Linked DNA regions of Mus musculus: all the other regions are linked to region 1. Evidence: chromatin contacts called from public Hi-C data. All regions are on one chromosome and are shown on one strand. The core of a region is the stretch at or near the end of the contact, and the rest is flanking DNA. Distances in the headings are between cores, read along the strand shown.

Evidence for each region. Hi-C and Micro-C count contacts between places; a contact is called where the count stands out from the background.
Region 2: a contact with region 1 is called in a Hi-C map of muscle stem cells, with 1.9 times the contacts expected there. The contact joins two enhancer-like sites. A contact is called at or near these places in 1 of 484 Hi-C or Micro-C datasets (muscle stem cells) and 3 of 115 datasets of contacts at active chromatin or transcription factors (VIP interneurons, embryonic basal ganglia and embryonic fibroblasts).
Region 3: a contact with region 1 is called in a Hi-C map of muscle stem cells, with 1.8 times the contacts expected there. The contact joins two enhancer-like sites. A contact is called at or near these places in 2 of 484 Hi-C or Micro-C datasets (muscle stem cells and uterus) and 2 of 115 datasets of contacts at active chromatin or transcription factors (differentiating embryonic stem cells and oligodendrocyte precursor cells).

The regions. Positions count from the first base shown.
Region 1 is chr1:90,466,098-90,470,002 of GRCm38.p6, reverse strand. The region is part of intron 1 of Gm28722 (a long non-coding RNA gene); the gene reads left to right. Among named protein-coding and RNA genes, the nearest start is that of Gm28722, 36 kb to the left of the region's middle. Within about 2 kb of position 2,037, at least 4 of the 459 cell types and tissues checked have an H3K27ac peak or open chromatin away from gene starts, as enhancers often do. A contact at or near this core is called in muscle stem cells, where this site is marked.
Region 2 is chr1:90,232,532-90,236,436 of GRCm38.p6, reverse strand. No RefSeq gene overlaps it. Among named protein-coding and RNA genes, the nearest start is that of Gm34930, 13 kb to the left of the region's middle. Within about 2 kb of position 1,751, at least 70 of the 459 cell types and tissues checked have an H3K27ac peak or open chromatin away from gene starts, as enhancers often do. A contact at or near this core is called in muscle stem cells, where this site is marked.
Region 3 is chr1:90,330,513-90,334,417 of GRCm38.p6, reverse strand. No RefSeq gene overlaps it. Among named protein-coding and RNA genes, the nearest start is that of Gm34992, 5.3 kb to the left of the region's middle. Within about 2 kb of position 1,652, at least 5 of the 459 cell types and tissues checked have an H3K27ac peak or open chromatin away from gene starts, as enhancers often do. A contact at or near this core is called in muscle stem cells, where this site is marked.

The sequences.
Region 1 (3,905 bases), core at 788-3,287:
GACATCCATTACTCCTGTCTGCTCTTCTGTAAGACCAGCAGTGTTAGATTGCACACGTATGTGAGACTCTGTAGTGTGGAGTGCGCATGTGCACCCTTGTCTTTATTTTGCTTAAGGTAGCTATCTCCAGGTGAGGGTGCATTCTGTTTTAGGGCTGAGTAGTATTCATCTGTGAGTCCATGCCACCCTTTCTTTACCCACTCATACCTTGGCTATTGCTACACTCACTAGCATACTGTAAGTGACAGAGGAGAACTGTAAGAGACAGCACGCATGCAATTCATGCTCATCATTCATCATTAATGTGTAGACACGACTGCAGAACCAATCCCCTTCTGCCCCAGGAGTTGAGCAGGAGACAGATTCCAGGGCTTATAAAACCCACACTGGTGTCTCCTATAAACTACAACCCAGTCTCCTCTGGGGGAGACGCCCTGAGCCATGTCCCATTCATAAGGATTGAACAGGGACAGTGGGCTGAGGACATCACCTCAGTGGTCTGTGAACCCCATTCAGGAACTGCTTCCCCCTGGTTCTGGCTGGGTGCCATCAGGACTCAGTTGCAGTGTCCCCAGGTGCAGGCTTTAAAATCGATGCTTTTCCTTGAGAATCTGGTGGCTCCTCCACCTGGTGAAAAAATCCCTTTCATTAGGGAGGAAAAGCATGGGCCATCTCAGCTGTGAAACCAACAAGCTGTCTGTAGCAGGGAGCTTCATCAGCCTTTGGCACAAGGCTCAGACACAGGATCAGACCTGTAACTGGCTTCAAACATGCTTAGTTTTCCCAGAACAGCCCATGATCTGGATATAGGATACAGGTTTGTTGCTCACTGTGTGGTCAACCTCACCAACCCCAGATAAAGAAAGTAAGAAGAGCCTCTAAACTTCTCTCTTATTTTCTAGGGTCTCATCTTTTGGGGCTTCTGCCTACTGCTGGGAATCCCAGCCCTCACCCAGGTTCACCCACAGACTGAGGCAGGGTGGTCCCTCGCACTGTGGGTGAGGCCACTGGAGTATGGATGGGAAGAGTTGCAGGAGGGGACTTAGACTCATTGGACATAGGAGAGTACCAGAATGCCTTTGCCAGACCAGTATGAGAGATGCTATGTCATGACCTCAATTCTTGTTGCTTTTCATCAAATCTGTCTGGAGAGGATTTTTCCAAGGCAAAGACTCATTCAGAGGGATGTGGTTAACAAGAGGAGTCCTGGGGAAGCTGTGTTTTCATTACACAACAATAGCAGATAACATAGCCTGGATCCTGGGCTGTACTCCAGGCTAGACCTCAGCCTTGTGACCCAACTTATGTGTCACAAAACACAGGCTGCACACTACAGATGTCCTTCAGTAGCGTAAGACACTCGCTCTGTTCTGAAACTGGGTGGAACATGCCAGGATTTGCCAAGTGGTTGATTCAACTGACAGTTGTTAGATGTGGCTTGTATTCTAGGTGTTCTTCTTGTAACTTTAGAATCTAGGCGATAGAGGAGGACACCATGAGGGTAAATAAAGGAGGAGGCACCAACATTCATGGCTGTTTTAGGTGCTGGCAGAAGGGACTGGAGGGATGGCTCAGTGGTTACGAGCATGCCCTGGTCTTCTAGGTGATCCAAGTTTAGTACTAATGGGGGTCTGACACACCAGGCCTCTGTGGACATCTGAGGTTACCCTTCCCAATGCCCATAAAAGCAGTTTAGAAGGCATCCCCCACTTGTTGGCAGTGCCCTGAATACTTCCTTCTGGGAGCATGCACATGAAATTTTGGGGGTTGCTTTCTGTCTACAAAGTCAGGTAACCCATACACCTGCTAAATTGGCCTCCCAGTCAGTGGCACACATGCAGAACTGCCCTGCTCAGTGACAGGAGCAAGATGCAGAACTAAGACTTCTGGCAGATTTGTGGTGTAGAAAGGGGAAGAAATGAAAATGTGTGGACTTTCAATGTCCTCTGCATCTCTAGCGAGCCTGCACTCTGCTCTTCCCCATGACCCCGTGGGGTCAGGACAGACGCTGTCTCCAGTTTGCTCCTAGGGTGTGTGCCTTGCCCAGATCACAACCCTGGAAAATCTCCCAGCTGGTCCCAGTCCATGGCTGCTTGAGGCCCACACTCATACTCTGGCCTTCACACCCGCCCATTTCCAATGGTGTGAAGAATGCGGAGAAAAGGGGGTATTGTGGAGAGGGCAAGAGCGGCGAAATGGCCATGTGGTCCATTGCACAAACTGAATCCAATTTTCAAGACCGTCTATGTAACCCCAAACCACCAGTCAATTTATGTGTTCTGAGCAGCTGGCTGTGGCCTGGGAAAAGAGTCACTAAACTTCCTGTCCAGGGCTGAGAGCTCCAAGCTGCCCAGCGCTCAGGTTTTCTTCATCGATTCATCTAGCTGAGCAGATTCTGAGGGTGATGGGGCTGTAGGTTAGAGCATCTGTGTGGACTGTATCTTCTTCTGCATGGAGCGAAGACACGAGTTCTGTTTATTCTAAGTTTCCCTGTGGTTATAGAGACAGGAACTTTACAAGGCAAGACAAACTCACATTGCCAAAACGAGGTTTACAGAGAACAAATTGAAGCCAGTGTGTTGCAAACAATACATCATTTTGAAATAATGAGCAGAAAGTTCTCACTCTCTCAGGCCGCTCAGACTGATGCCGAGTGGATTTTCATGTGCACGTGCACCTGTTATGTCTTCACCCCTACCCCACTGAGTGTTTTGAGGCTTTTGTGCTTGCCTTAGTAAGGTTACTGCAGAGACCACACAGTCTTCCTTGTGGCTCTAGAGTGGCTTCCAGGTCTGTCCAAAGTCACTGATGACAGGCAGACACTAACCATCCATCTCTCAAAATCAGTCTTCATAAGAGGGTGGGAACAGATGGAGAAGCCAGGGAGAAAGGCAAAGAACAATCCAGAAAGAGACTGGAGTGGAAGGGGGAGTAGGAATAGACACAGAGCCCAAGAGTGGAGCTTAAAAATCAGGAGGTGATCCAAGTACGGATCCCATCTTCAGTACGGATAACAGCACCAGATTCTAGCAAGAAGACCTTGACATGTTTGTGTTCCAGAGCTGTGTGGGCCGTGCCTGACTTGTACCACTTAAAGGATTAGTTTGGGTATAGGGAAATAAGACCCATTTACTGTTTGTTGCCTTGTTCAACTAAATAACTCCTGTGGCTTCTCTTTTGAGCATGATCAGTTGATCCACAGACACCATGTCCACGGGCCCCGGAGAAGGACCCCGGAGGCTAAGGATGGATATTGGTCCTCAGTCAACCCAGCAGAAGGACAGCCAGGGATGCCCTGAGCAAGGGATGCTCAGGCCAATCCGGGAAGCTTTTGACCTGTTTCACTCCCTGCCCCCTTGAGAGCAGCATTTCCTATGGTTTACAGGAGCTAGAACTCTGAACCTTCCACCCAGGCCTGTGAAGAAATGAGGTGACCCAGGATGCAGCGTGTGCAACTTATTTTTTAAAAGACACTTTAACATATCTGATGAATATGCTAACCAAGGCTGTGTTTAACAGATTAGATATGCATATGGAAAAAGGAGGAGAAGGAAATAGCACATATCCAAATAACTTTGTACCCATAACAATTATGTTGAGTGCTTGCCAGAACTGAGCAAAACATTGAGGGGGGATCTAATCTGGGGGCTTATGACCCATGAACAGAGAAAAGTGAGGTGGATGACTCAACTCCACAGAGAGCTGGGCTCATCTGTTGTCCTGCATACAGGAAAGGGGAGGCCAGGCTTCTGAGAGGCATCATGTCCTGTCTGTGAGGAGTTAGTCCCTGCTTTTCAAATACAAACACGATGATGATTATGACTATGACAATGATGATGATGATGACAACTACAATGACTGGGGTGAGCCTGGGAGACCTGCTGAGAGTACAGAGGCCCAGCAGT
Region 2 (3,905 bases), core at 502-3,001, 230 kb after region 1:
CTCCAGCTGTGTCAAGTTGGCACAAAACTAGCCAGTACAGTGGCAAAAGACGGCATGTGTCATGAATGAACAATGCAATTTTATTATTCTCCTGTGTTTTAGAAGAGTACTAACCAGGTGATTTTTTTCATGAAGAAGTATCAATGAGAAGAGAGAGCTGTTGAGTGACAGAGTAAAAAACCACAATTGTTGATGCTGATAACTGGGTCTTCAAGATAAACCAGCTCAACGCTTTTATACTCTGCTTTATAGCAATGACGTGGGACTCCTTGGGTAGAGGCAGGGACAATAGGATTGTCCATTTCCCCAGCCTCCACCTTAGCCAGGGCAGCTTCGACGCTTCAGCTTTTGTTTGCACTTAATTCCATCCAATGAAAACATTATTTCTCTAAACAGTTGTAATGGTTTGAGTGAGAAACGTCCCCTATAGGCGCATGTACTTGAACATTATTTGGTCCCTAGTTGGTGGTGATGTTGGTGGGGAGTTGTGGAAAGATACAGCCTTGCTAAAGGAAGTATGTTACTGGGGGGCGGGCTTTGATAGTTCATAACCTCTCCCCACTTCCTGTTTGATCTTCTGTGATCTGCCAGTGGATGGAAACATGAAATCTCTGATCTTCCTGTTCTGACCAGGTGCTGCCAAGCTTTCCATGGTGGACTCTCTGCCTGGAACTATCAATCAATCAATCAATCAATCAACCAATCAATCAATAAAATAAACCCCCTTCCTTTGAATGCCAGTTGCGTGTGTTTGTGCTGTTTTGTCACAGCAACAGAAATATAACACACACAGCACTGCACCCCCACCCCCACCCCACCCCTGTTAAGCTACTACCATCTACCTTTTTTACAGAGGAGGGTCTCCTCAGGGGACCGTCCTAAAGCGCTGACCCTGACCTGGAGCCTATGCCTTTGCTTGGGATCCCCATCAATCATCATGCTGACACTGTAGATTTCTGCTCTATGCACAGCCTCTGCCATATTTCCAGGAGGCTAGATGCTCTTATTATGCACAACTCATAAAAGTATATCATAACATGATGGAATTACGCATTCCAGTCATGGAGCTTTCCTCACAGGAAGGAGTAAGGAATGGGAACATTACATCCTTAGGTATCTCTAGAAAGCGGGGTATAAAGCAAGTAAGGAAAGAGATATAGCACAGCCCCAGAGGTACTGGTTTCTCAGAGGCCTATCAATCATTTCTGCTAGATTTGCCCATGGCATCAAAACCAGAGCATGTCAGTGGCATCTCCCAGCAGCCACGAGGGCTTCAGGAGAGGATGGTCAAACCCCAGGTTTCTCTCTCCTGTTCAGTTGCAGGATTGTCTGCCCAGGCACTGTATCACTGAAGCAAGCTAAGGGGCATCCAGGACAGGCTTATGGGCCAGGCAGTCCAGATCTACCATCTGGGGTTCATTAGCGAGTGATGTTTTAAGCTTCTAGTCACGCAGGGAAAAAGAACGCCGTGCATTGGAAATGTGGAGGTATTCAAATGTCAGCAAGGAGGCCCACCTCTAGGGACCAGGTTCTCTTGAAAGAAATGTTATTGCAGCAACAAATCTGTTTTTCTGCTGATTTCACCCCATTTCCACATTGCCGTCATCTAAGTTCACATTCAAAAGTGACGCAAGGCATGTGGCAATGTTTTTCCATGGGCGGGGCACCTGACTAATCACAAAACTATGTCTCCCTTCTCCTTACTCGGCCTGTGAGGTCAATGGAAGGACCTTTCAGCAAACCAGACTGGCCCAAGAACGTGGTCAAAGTCACACCGCTGAGACGTGACAGAGTGCCCTGTCCTGACTTCCTCCTTCCACAGTCCCTGAGTGTCCAAATGCTTCCAGGACAGACTGAATAATGTTCTCCCCAAATCCACACGCTGTGGGCCTAACCTTCAATTTGCTTGTGGCTCTGCACCTCCCATTTCCCCTGAAAGTTCCTGTAACCCAAATAAGCCCTGTGCCCAGAGTGAGTGAGCATCATAAAGAGATCAGACGTTACACTTCAGGGCATGCATAGAATAGATTGTTAGAGGGGAATTCATGGCGTGTCTTGCGTCTCTTCCCCACAAAAACAATACATTAAGCTCTCCATCCCTGGTCCCTAATGCCTCAGACTATGACCTCATTTAAGAAAATAAATCTTACCAATGTGATTAAAATCACTGAAGTAAGGTGGCCACTAATCCAGTATGATTGGCACTTTTGCAAGACAAGGGCTTTGTGAAAATAGAAACTGATTTCTATAGTCAATTTTCATTTCAATTGCCGCAGGCACCTTCTGCTGCCGGCTTGGACATGATGCACATTGTGACTGGAGGGAAATCCAGGCCAGTTTGAAGCTCTGTGCTTTGGGGGAAGAGATAGTGCCTGAAGCTTAACTTGGCCAAGGATGGATCCAAAATCATCATAGTCTCTTCACTGCACATAGAGACTCAAAAGAGAAGGCTCCCGGTTTCGTAAAAGTTGGGAGCCACGCTGGGGCACAAGCTCAGCCCTTCAGGCTTTGGCTGTTTTCAGCGGGCTATTCCATGGCTCAGTTAGTAGAGGTCACTGTGCCCTTCAACGGCTCCATGTTCCTATTAAGAGTTCATGCATTTCTGGGTGTTTTAAAAGCTTCCCAGATGAGCCACAGAGATGCGTCCTGGAGATGTTGCAGGCACAGCATTTTCATGGGGTTTTATATCATCAGATCCTTCTTCCAACATTTTAAATAAAGCCCTTGGGGAGGATAGGATGCCTGTTGGCTAATTAAACTCAGTAACAAGCCATTTGCCCTCTCTTGGGGCTTAGGAAGCCCCGGCTTTCCTGTGGAGGTCCTCCTTGATGTGCCACATGTCGGAAAAGAAAATTTAAGCACGTCTAATATCATTCTTTATCAGTTCTTAGGCCCCTTGGTGAAGGGAAGCTAAGTTCCCACACATGTTCAAAAAAAAACAAATCGGAATTAGGTCACATACCTGGACCCAAGTGACAGTGCCTAACTCGGGGCCTCAAGTCTCCTTCAGGTCTCTCTCCACTGTCTGACATCGTCTTCAGACACCTTTGATCTAGAGCAGTGCTTCTCTGCCTTCCTAGTGCTGCGACCCTATAATACAATTCCTCACATTGTGCTGACCCCCAATCATAAAATCACTTTGTCGCTGCTTCATAACTGTAATTTTGCTACTGTTAAGAATAGTAATGCAAATCTCTGTGCTTTCCAAAGGTCTCAGGGACCCTTGCGAAAGGGTCATTCAACCCCGAAAAGGGGCCGAGACCTATAGGTGGAGAGCTGCTGCTCTAAAACTTCCTGTCCAAATTTTTGTGAAATTCCTACCAGAGGTATACAGTTAGGGGCCCATGGGTGGGTGGTATTGTCTTGCGAAGCACTACACAAGGTGGGGGGGTTCTAACACTAAAGGACTCACATGGACACCACACACAGGTACACATGAGAATGGAAAGTGTGAGATGGGATTCCCAGCCCAGGACTGAGAACTATGTGCAACTCACAGCCAGGATGGAGACTCATTCTCTGCTTCCTAAATCCAGAGAACTTTATCATCACAAATCCCAGCTGTAGGGAGCCAGGGCAGACTAATGATATTAATGGGATTAATGAAAACTATCTTGTATAATATTTTTCTTGGACTGACCAAAAAAAAAAAAAAGGGGATTCATGTTAAGTTTTTGTCTGTGCTGCCTGGATGTCTGCCAGTGCCAACTCCAGTGGCCTGTGGCAGGGGTTCCTGGGTCTACTCCAACTCAACCAGCTGTGGTCTGAGGGAAGCCACCTCCCCCACCCCTGGATGACAAGTACTTCTCTGTGGAGTTTTCATACACAATCCCTTAGTGTTCTTGGTTTTTTTCCCCCTTTCCATTTATTCAAGCCTAGTTGGCAAAATTGTCACACTTAAGGAC
Region 3 (3,905 bases), core at 403-2,902, 140 kb after region 1:
TTTAAGACTCTAACAGGATTCTTAAAGCTACAGTCTTGTCCCCCTGCAGAATAGTGGGAAAAATAAATCTTATTTCTGCTGATGACACAGCTTTATTGTCATGAACTGGGAATGACCTCGAATGATCCAACCACAGCCAGGAGGAAGAGTTCAAGTTGAATCCTGTTAAACCCAAAGCCATCATCGTTGCCGGTGACCTCCAAAACTCCAGTCACTGCTCTACAAGGCTGAGAACAAATCAGTTATCAGCTCCAGCATCTAGTGGGAACTCTGTATCCATGGCTGTCCTGACACATAGGAGAAAGACTCTCTAAGGCTTTCCTGGATCCCTAATGACAAATGGTAACACTCAGCCTGAAAATGTTTTAGGTCCAAGTTGTGTGTTATTGGCTCTGCTACACTGAAGTCTGAGGTCTCCCTAAAGACCAGTGCCAAATCTCAGATTTTGACTGCAATGGCTTCCTCCATATCCAAGATAGCAGCTTCCAAACTGACCACACTCCCCAGCCATGGAATGGCAGCTGAGTCCTTTCTGCATTCCTCTGGAGTCCTACATCTTGGGAGGCAAGCTACTTGGAGCCATTCATGGCAGGCCGAGTTGTCTTCTCCTCAGTCCCAGAGGCTGAAACAGGGCTGAATGGCTCCCATGTGGCTTCCTTCTTGAGTTCTGTCTCCTCTCCCACTCTGCAGGTCACTGGGTGAGAAGGCAGGCTTTGGTGAGAGCTTCGTGGCTGAAGCTCCTTCTAAGGCAAGCAAGCCCAGGCCAGGGGAGAAGGAAAGCAATGGTTAGTGTTTCTTGGCTTGAACTGAACTGAACATGCTAGAGCATCAGCGGTAGCACACTCAGACCACAAAGACCTTGACCTTAGCCAGGATCTTGTTTACAGCATCACACATTCACACGGTCACCCTGGGCTTTGGTCGAGGTTTACTGCAAGAGACTGTCCTAGGAGAACAGCTTTCATATTTCTATAGGAAATGTTATCCGAGCCCCTCCTCATTATGTTGCCCAGTGCCCCCACAGGGGACATCCACGTATGTTTTTATTTTAATAACTCACTGCCAGAAAACACCCTTAACCTGAGGAACTTAAGTACTTCCTCCTCTCTGACTATAGAAACCACAACAGGGGCTGTGTCTTGCATTTCTCCCCTCTCCCTTCTGGAACGCTCAGACACAAATTCAAAGCTCATTCCAACTGTATGATATACCCATGCCAGGGTGCATGCTCTGTTCTTCCTCTTTCTGTCTTGATTCTGTCTTATTAACCTCTGGAGACACCCACCCTACAACAGAGCCTCTTTTCTGCTGGTCTGTGATGTACTTGTCAAAGCCACCAGGAACAGCTTCTTGGTTGACTGAATGCTGATAAAGTCACACTCGAGGCCACACACTCGTGCAAAACAGAACAGGAGAGAGGCTCCCATTCTTCCACTTCCTACAGGAAGCTCATTCTCTGCTAAAGCAGAGGAGATGACTCTGCTGTCCTTGAACTTCTGATCTACCACCTTGTCATGTGGACCCCACACTGTTCCTTCATCTGTGTTTACAGCACAAAGTTGCGTGCATTCTCTGGGCTGAGGTCATGCTGGAAGAAGAGTAGGCATGACTGAGTTGTTTCTGCACCTTCATGTCAGTACCATGGGCCGACACTGAGCTGACCTGCTTCTCATGTCTCCTAGCTGGCGGCTCTCCCCTCTCCTCTGCCTCCCACTTGGCAGGTCTTTGGGTGCAAGGGCAGGCTTTGTGTTAGAGCTCCCTGGCTGGAGCTCCTTCTCAAATACATTGGCCCATCTATGCCTACAGCTCCAAGACCTGTCTGGAGGCACACCAAGATTCTGTAAGCTGCTAAATTTCCCATTATCTCAAAGTGAATAACACGATTAGCCATGTGTATCAAATGATCCAATTCGTACTAGATCATGAAATGCTTTGGAGATGACCTATTCCATAGTCTTTCTCTAACAATGGCCTGAAAAGGACACTGGCTCCTGACTGAATCTCTACTTACATTCAGCGAAGAGCCACATGAAGGGGAAGCAGAGAAGAAGACATTCTCACTGAGACACCACATTGTAGAACGTAATGAGTTGGGGCCTGGGCTCTGCTCACCTCTGTATCCCGAGGGAGGCATTCAGAACAGACATCAGACTGTCTGGTGAACCCCACCAGCACTTCTGGGGCTATGAGAGTAAGCAGGAAGAGAGCGGAAAGCTGGGGCAGGGGCACAACAGTCATTTAAGCACAGGAGTGATGGCTAATCTTGACCTGGCCGGCTCTAGAATTAACTAACAAAGGACACCACTGGGCATTCCTTCCAGGGAGTTTCTTGATCAGATTATTTGAAATGGAAAGACCCACCCTAAATGGTAGAGGTACCTTTGCTCTGCCTGCTTGCCTTCACTCTTGCTGGCAAGTTCATCTGTTTTATTGCTGATGCATTCCTTCATCAATATTAGAACCAACATCTTCAAGGTAAACTGAAGACCAACAGTTCTCCAGGAATCCTTTAGCTAGATGGGGGCTGAGGCAAGCTCCGTGGAGGACGTGTGATATTTAGAGGGTATAAAAAGGACTCGATGGACAGTGACAGAGACTGAGCTTGGCTTGCCTGTAGAGCGAGCTGTGCAACTCTTGTTGGTCTCCGGTTTTCACTGATTTTGGTTTCACTGTGAGAGACACAGCCAGAACTTCTGGCATTCCTGCTGGTCTCTCCTACTGACTCTTGCCAAGGCTGAGGCCTGGTTGTCTCTCCAAGGTCCTACCACTGCTGCTGCTATCCTGACACTACTGAACTGGACTGCTGATATTTCTGTGAAGTGTTTACGAGTGGATCCAGCTATCACTGCTGACTCCTGTGAACTGAATTGCTGATGGGAATTGCTCCAAAGAACCATTTCTAAACAGGTCCATTTCCCCTGTGTCCTTTCTTTTCCACTACCTCTGGTGGGTGGTGGGCTAAAAGGGAGGTTAAAGAGTTTAAGAACCCTTGGGAGGTAGAGGCAGGCGAATTTCTGAGTTTGAGGCCAGCCTGGTCTACAAAGTGAGTTCCAGGACAGCCAGGGCTATACAGAGAAACCCTGTCTCAAAAACAAACAAACAAACAAACAAACAAACATTTAAGAACCATCATTAAAAATAGTTTTTTGAAAAAATTAAAGTTACAAAGTTCAGTTCAGAGTTTGGGGTGAGAGGTGGTCAGAGGTGGGGGACATGGGCAGAAGCAACAGCATCTGTAATTTTAGGTATTAGCAAGCCAAATTATTTGATACCTTTCCTCAGAGACAACTATTGCAGCCCTCTGTGATCTTTGGTTCCAACCCACCCCCATTCTCTGGGATTTTACATAGAAAGCTACAATGGAAGCAAGAGTAATACAGATGACAGGAGCCAAGATACCCTACTCATCTCAAGAGAAGATGGACATCCTCTGGACCATCACCTCCCTCCCTCTCAAAATGGCAGCTGAAGTCCTTCCAAAGCCTTCAGCCTCTCCATCTCCACCTGTTATGTCCTAGTTTGGTTATCTGTTATAAACACCATAACCAAAAGCAACCAGAAGGAAGAGGAAGGCATATGTGACTAACAGGTTACAGTCCATCATCAAAGGAAGCCAAGGCAGGAACCTAGAGGCAGGAACTAAAAGCAGGGAGCACGGAGAACTATTGCTCCCTGGCTTGCTCCCAGATTCACATTTAGCTGCCTTTCTTGTCTATCTCAGGCCCACCTGCCCAGGCCTGGCACAATCCATAGTAGCCTGGGTCCTCCTCCATCAATAAGAAAACAAAACAAAACAAAACCACCCCTGAAGACACGTTCAAAGGTCAATCTGATGGAGACAACACCTCAACTGAAATTTCCTTTTCCCAGATATGTGTAGGCTTGTGTCAAGTTGGCAAAGTCTA